Linked DNA regions of Mus musculus: region 2 is linked to region 1. A link is a contact called in public HiChIP or PLAC-seq data. All regions are on one chromosome and are shown on one strand. Each heading gives the region's core, a stretch centred on a gene start, on an enhancer-like site or on the middle of the called end of the contact. The rest is flanking DNA. Distances are from core to core; before and after follow the strand shown. Region 1 has its middle 10 kb from the start of Gm33200. Region 2 overlaps Sfxn5 (sideroflexin 5).

Evidence for each region. HiChIP or PLAC-seq counts read pairs in DNA pulled down with a chosen protein or histone mark.
Region 2: a contact with region 1 is called in an H3K4me3 HiChIP or PLAC-seq map of embryonic forebrain, with 4 times the contacts expected there. The contact joins two enhancer-like sites. A contact is called at or near these places in 5 of 39 promoter capture datasets (the 3T3-L1 cell line, cranial neural crest, hippocampal neurons and 2 more), 3 of 15 datasets of contacts at CTCF or cohesin (the NIH/3T3 cell line and embryonic stem cells), 7 of 484 Hi-C or Micro-C datasets (embryonic stem cells and nephron progenitors), 3 of 115 datasets of contacts at active chromatin or transcription factors (embryonic forebrain and embryonic stem cells) and 2 of 9 other capture datasets (embryonic stem cells and pancreatic islet).

Annotation. Positions count from the first base shown.
Region 1 is chr6:85,153,867-85,157,141 of GRCm38.p6, forward strand. It overlaps the pseudogene Spr-ps1. Among named protein-coding and RNA genes, the nearest start is that of Gm33200, 10 kb to the right of the region's middle. Within about 2 kb of position 1,520, at least 77 of the 459 cell types and tissues checked have an H3K27ac peak or open chromatin away from gene starts, as enhancers often do. A contact at or near this core is called in embryonic forebrain, where this site is marked.
Region 2 is chr6:85,301,092-85,304,366 of GRCm38.p6, forward strand. All of the region lies in intron 2 of Sfxn5 (sideroflexin 5), which reads right to left. Among named protein-coding and RNA genes, the nearest start is that of Sfxn5, 31 kb to the right of the region's middle. Within about 2 kb of position 1,495, at least 93 of the 459 cell types and tissues checked have an H3K27ac peak or open chromatin away from gene starts, as enhancers often do. A contact at or near this core is called in embryonic forebrain, where this site is marked.

The DNA of each region.
Region 1 (3,275 bases), core at 270-2,769:
CAGATCTCACATGGGAAGCAGGCACTGTAAGCACAGAAAAGGTCATTATGCCAGCCTTCTTGTGCTTCTAAATCTCTCCCACTCTTGACTTGCAGCCCAGCCAACTCTCATTGAGGACCCGAGGACCAGGAACAGCAAGGTGTCTATGCGACTTCTTCCAGGGACCTTTCCCTGGGCAGCCCAAGTATGAATGGTATTTTGTTCCTTTATTATGGCGTGCATAGAAAAAAGGAAGGACAGGGTGTTGCTACAGAGCGGCCAGAAGGGGGCAGGATAACATCAGTTTATAACTACTGCAGAGCCAAAAGATTGGAACTTGAGAGGGGTGCCCTCTGATGGTTGGCTTCCCAGTCCGCCCTAGCTAAGAACTGCCTAGTCCTACCACTTGAACTTTCTGAAACAAAGAGGAGCTAGCCGCTAGCCTGCTTGCCTGTAATTCCGATGGACTCTAGCTCACCTCAGACTAAAAATGGATCAAAGCAATCTCTATGTCTTTCTCTCCTGTCCTCCTCAGACATCTCCAGAGAGCTGGGATATTTTTCTTTCCCATTTGAGATTATGAAGTTGTTTCTAGAGTGCATGACACAGGTTGAAGGATAAGTACACAGGTCCCAAGGAACCAAGCGTTTTCACTGACAGTGATGAGTCTTGTTCGTGAGATTGTTGTGATTCTCAGCCTTTCTCTTCCCCTGTGTGTGCTCTTCATTTTCTGGTTCTGTCTGCCTAGCACCTCCTGGGGAAGCTGCTGTGCTTTTCCAGAGAAGGCTTCTGTTAATCAGAGTGCAAAGGGACCACAAGCTCTACGCAGGCAAGGACTTCATCCAAGACTGTCACTGGTCTCTAACTGGTATGTCCTGTATGGATAAAGACAAACCAACCCTGGAGGGGGAAGCTGATCCTGGAACAGGGTGGAAATTGAGAAAGGGGCTGAACTTATGGGAGTGGCGTTCAAGGGGAACTTAGAAGCACTAGGAAGGGGACTGGGATTTCCTGCTGAGCCATGGCTCCCTGGCTATTCGTCACTTTTTTCACCCAAACACGAGTGGATGCTGGCCTGAACTTCCACTGTCCAAAGCCAAGGATAGGCTCCGCCCCACGCTGGTTAGGTAGCAGCCCATGAAGTTGAGCTCCAGACAAAGAGTGTGGCAGGCTGGGAAGCGCTGTGTGCGTGCTGACCGGGGCCTCCTGGGGCTTTTGTCCCGCCCTGGCCCCGCAGCTAGCCCGGTTGCAGTTACCGGGTTCGGTGATGCTCCTAAACGCACGCTGTGAGTTCGTGCTGTGGCAACTGAAGGAGGAGCTGGGCTCGCAGCAGCCGGGCCTGCACCCGCTCCACACACCACTCTGGCAGCTGCGGGCACCGAGGCCGGCATGCAGCGGTTGCCTCTGAGCGCGATGCTGAGCTCCCGAGGCCCGAGGGGCTGCAGCGCCTGCTGCTCATCAACAACGCAGGTGAGACTCCGGTCCAGACCCCGGCTGCGAGCTCTCACCTCATCGCCTTTTGGGTAAGAGGAGGGCAAGTTCGCAAAAGTCCAAAGTCCAAGAGGGTGTACCAGTGTCACTGATGAGTGACAGTGCCTCCTGGCGGGTGTGTGAGTCAAGACTTTTTGAACAAATCTCTCTGCTTTACTAAAGAGCATTCAGGAGTAGTCTTAGCTTGCATTAGGGGTGTCTGCAGAGCTGGGGCAGAGGGATAGCAAACGCCTATGGGGAGGAACTGAGGAAGGCTGAGGAAGAAGAGCGCCCCAGTTGTGCCATTTCTTTGGTCCTGTTTTTTTTTTGTTGTTGTTGTTTGTTTTTGTTTTTGTTTTTCAGCCACTCTTGGGGATGTTTCCAAAGGCTTCCTCAACGTGAATGACCTAGCTGAGGTGAACAACTACTGGGCTCTGAACCTGACCTCCATGTTCTGTTTGACCTCCGGCACCTTGAATGCCTTCCGGGATAGCCCTGGCCTGAGCAAGACTGTGGTTAACATCTCATCTCTGTGTGCCCTGCAGCCCTACAAGGGCTGGGGTCTGTACTGTGCGGGGAAGGCTGCCCGAGACATGCTCTACCAGGTCCTGGCTGCTGAGGAACTGAGTGTGCGGGTGCTGAGCTATGCTCCAGGTAGGTGGGTGCTCCTGACAGTGCTGTCCCTAGACTTAGCTGGTACCTTTCTGCCACACCACCTCCAATAGGATCTGTGTGACAAGTGCCACAGAGTGAGGAGATTGACCTCAAAATGGGGAGGCCTCCTGGAAGCCATTATGGAACTCTTTGCCGGAGAAAAAATTATTGAGCTGTAGTTCTCATGGTGATCTATCTGTTTTGTTTTTTCTTATTCCTTTTCTTATTTACATGTTCTGATAGCCTAGACCAAGATCTTAAGTGAGAATAATGGGTCAGAAACCATCCCTAGAGATAAGGTCACTACAGGACCTTATCCCCAGGGAAGCCAACACTTTACTTTGTAAATCATTTACAAAACTATGATGATAGATAAAAACTTTCCCAACAGCCGGGCGTGGTGGGGCATGCCTTTAATCCCAGCACTCAGGAGGCAGAGGGAGGCAGATTTCTGAGTTCGAGGCCAGCCTGGTCTACAAAGTGAGTTCCAGGACAGCCAGGGCTATACAGAGAAACCCTGTCTCAAAAAGAAACAACAACAACAACAACAACAAAAAAACCCCAACTTTCCCAACAGTAAAATTTCATATGTGTGTCATCAGAGGTGGGTTTTGGTATATGGTAAAGAAAGCCTTAATTAGAAAAAAATTAAAATAGTTTAAATTTACGTGTTGAAGATTTTTTTAAAAATGAGGCATTAGATGTTAAATAATAATTGACCATGGGGCTGGAGGGTTAGCTCAGCAGTTAAGAGCACTGACCATTAAAAATTTATTAACCTGCTCCTGGAAATATGCCACAAGCCTTGGACGACAGCCCCCACTGAATACATCCCTTTAGAACTGTTATATTTTGATGATTTATAATGATATTACCTGTTCTGTTTGTGATTCACTGAATACATAGTTTCAGAGTTGTAATGCTTGGATGATTTTTGTGCTTTATTGTGCTAAATGATTTTTGTTGATATTTGTGATTGTCTCACTGGATATAGTTTCGAAGCGATGTAATGTTTGGTTTTTTTTTTTTAATGTATAAAATCCCCTGCTCGAGAGCTGCAAAATACACCCAGAATCAAACTGCCTCTGTGTTTGTTTCTGTTTGTCACCACCGAATCCTTACCCACCCAGCTTCAAGGACCCTCATTCCAGGGACACCCATACACGACTGGG
Region 2 (3,275 bases), core at 245-2,744, 150 kb after region 1:
GTTACACAGCCTTGGTTACACAGGAAGTTCAAGTGCAGCCCATGCTATACAGGTTGATGAGGGAGGCATGGGATGAGGTGCGGGGGAGGGATGGAATCTAGAAAACTACCTAGTGACTACCTTACAACTACCTTACAAATGACTACCTTACAACACAGATGACTTTCAATGACATAATGGACCTTCTAAAGATAGTCGCCCCCTTATCCAAATTTCCAGAGTCTTCTAGAAGGTTTCCATATCCATTCCATATCCAAGTCTCTGTGGCTGAGTTAGGGTTTCATTGTTGTGAAGAAACACCGTGACCAAGACAGCTCTTATAAAGGAAAATATTTATTATGGCTACTGCTTTGCAGAGGACCCCCAAGTTTGGTTCCCAGCAGCTATGTCAGAGGTCTCACAAATGCCTGTGATTCCAATCCCAGGGGATCTAAGGATCTCTTCTGGCCTCCATGGGCACTGCACTCACACGCACAAACTCCCACACACATAAAAAATTTTAAAACAACAAAGAAACTGAGTGCGGTGGCCCACGCTTGAGATCAGAGCGCCCGGGGAGCTGAAGCAGGAGGATCTCAAGTTTGAGGCCGAAAGAAGAAAAAGAAAGGGGGAAATGAAGACATCAAAAGAAACAGGGAAGGAGTCTGGAAAGATGGCCCAGTGATTAACAGCACTGACTGCGTCTTCCTGAGGACCCGGGTTCAATTCCCATCACCCACATGGCAGCTCACAAAAGAACCAGGAAAACATAAAAACTCATTCCCAGACACCGTACACCACACAGCCAAAGCTTGACTTTTCTTTTAGACTTTGAATATTTTTCTTTCCTTTGTGTTTGTTTGTTTGTTTTGGAGTGTAGGGCTTCACTTTGTAGCCCAGGCTACCCTAGATTTCACCATGTAGCTGGCCTCTAACTTGTGGACAATCCTGCCTCAACTTTCCAAGTGCTAGGACAGCAGGTGCACAGAACTGGCCTGTGTCTCAGTCAAACTGGACCAAGTTGTTTCAATTCACTTAGGCTGCACAGGAGTAAGTTCAGGATTTAACACTTGAACTAAGTTTCGTTAAACCTTTGCCAGGTACCCTGGACCACAAGCACCTCAGAACACTGTTGTTGCTCTTGGTTGGCCACCAGAACTTGATGGTAAGTGAGACAGTATTCTGAAGAAGCCACACAGGTCCCAGGACAGGGAGAAAGCAAGTACACACTGATCACAAAACTCCTAGGGGTGCCCAGGTCCCCCAAGGCTGAGTGGCTGAGCCTCCTCCTGCTGCCTGAGCCTCTAAAGACCTGGACAATGCATGCTCTACTTTCTAGTGAAATGCAGTAAAAGGCCCTGGATTCTCATTATTTCTCCCACCCCAGGGAGTCTCCTGAGTTCCTATAACAACCTGGCCAGGTTCCATCTCATTTGACACAGTCATCAAAGGCAGCCTCAAGCCAAAAGAATCAGTTCCAATAAAGCCCTGAGCTTGGCAAAGAGTGTGAGGAGGAAGGAGAGCCAAAGTTCCTGCAGACAGGCCTGAGGGCCCAGCGCGGAGAGAGCTGGAAGGAATGGTTTAACTCTGGGCCTCTATGCCACAGTTGACCTAAGTCTTGCTCAGAGGTTCTGTGGGGTGGACAAGTCCCCAGCCACCTGGGTGGAGAGGCCACAGGAACTGGCTGCTCTGGGGGGCTCTTCAGGGAGGCTTGGAGCTCAGAAGAAATGTCTCCCTGCTATGGCCTCCTCTCCAGCCACTGTATTATGGTGCTTGGCAGACGGCCCTTGAGGAGGGGGGAAGTGCTGGTGGTCAGTGCTGGGTGAGCTTGGCAGGAAGTCTTTTCAACCAGGAACAAACAGGCAACCAGCCCCTGAATGTAAAACCTCTGAGGGGCCCAGCTGGCTCTGGGGAGGCTGCTAGCCTGTGGCCCCTGCCTGAAGCCCCAGGCTAGGAGCAGACTGGCCAACCATGCTGCTTCCCAAGTCCCCATCACCAGCCCACCTGTCTACAGCCATCATGCCTCAAAGAGGTACTATGATCCTCTCTCTCTATATTCCACAGGGGTGTGGTCTCTGGAGGCCCTCTGCTGACACATGCACTGGGAGGCCTGCTCTAGCAGCAGACTATTGGCGAGGGCAGCATCTCGCCCCTCTGGACCTGCTGGAAAGCCCTGAGCAGAGCCGAGTAGGAAGCAAAAGTACAGGCTGGGAGGTTGGGGGAGCTGGGTCAGAGGTGGAGAGTCACAGGAAATAAGGATATAAAAAGGGAAGTGGGAGCTGGGTAGGTGGTGCACATCTGTAATCCTATTACTCCAGAGGTGAAAGCATGAGAATTGGGAATCCAAGGCTAAGCTCAGCTACATAGTGAGTTTGAAGCCATCCTGTGCTACATGAGACTCTGTATCAAAACATAAGCAAGAGGTGTCCCAGAAACCATCACCCAAAAAATAAAAAATAAGATAAAATAAAAAACCTCAGAACACTGTTGTTGCTCTTGGTTGGCCACCAGAACTTGATGGTAAGTGAGACAGTATTCTGAAGAAGCCACACAGGTCCCAGGACAGGGAGAAAGCAAGTTCACACTGATCACAAAGCTTCTCCCTACTGGCTCGCTCTCCTAGGACCAGAAGGTGATGATGCACGGCAGCTGGGAGAGAAAGTCATCAACACTTTTACTTGGTTGTTGTCCTGGCTGGCTTTGTGTGTCAGCTTGACACAGGCTGGAGCTATCACAGAGAAAGGAGCCTCCCTTGAGGCAATGCCTCCATGAGATCTGGCTGTAAGGCATTTTCTCAATGAGTGATCAAGGGTGGGAGGGCCCATCCCTGAGCTGGTAGTCTTGGTTCTATAAGAGAGCAGTCTGAGCAAGCCAGGGGAAGCAAGCCAGTAAGTAACATCCCTCCATGGCCTCTGCATCAGCTCCTGCTTCCTGGCCTGCTTGAGTTCCAGTCCTGACTTCCTTTGGTGATGAACAGCAACATGGAAGTGTAAGCCGAATAAACCCTTTCCTCCCCAACTTGCTTCTTGGTCATGATGTTTGTGCAGGAATAGAAACCCTGACTAAGATAGCTGTGAACTATAATAGCAACCTTATATGGCAAGATTTGTCTGTGGGTGCAGAGATAGTATGGATGTTATGGGGGCAACCACCTGCTTTCTGGTTAGACTGAAGACCCACCCTACAGAAGAAAACCCATGTCAGGTACTGTACACTTGGCTAAGATCAGATGGCTGGGGAGATTATAGGCTTCCTGGATGGAACTGCTATTATTTTGTCAAATAGACACAGTATCG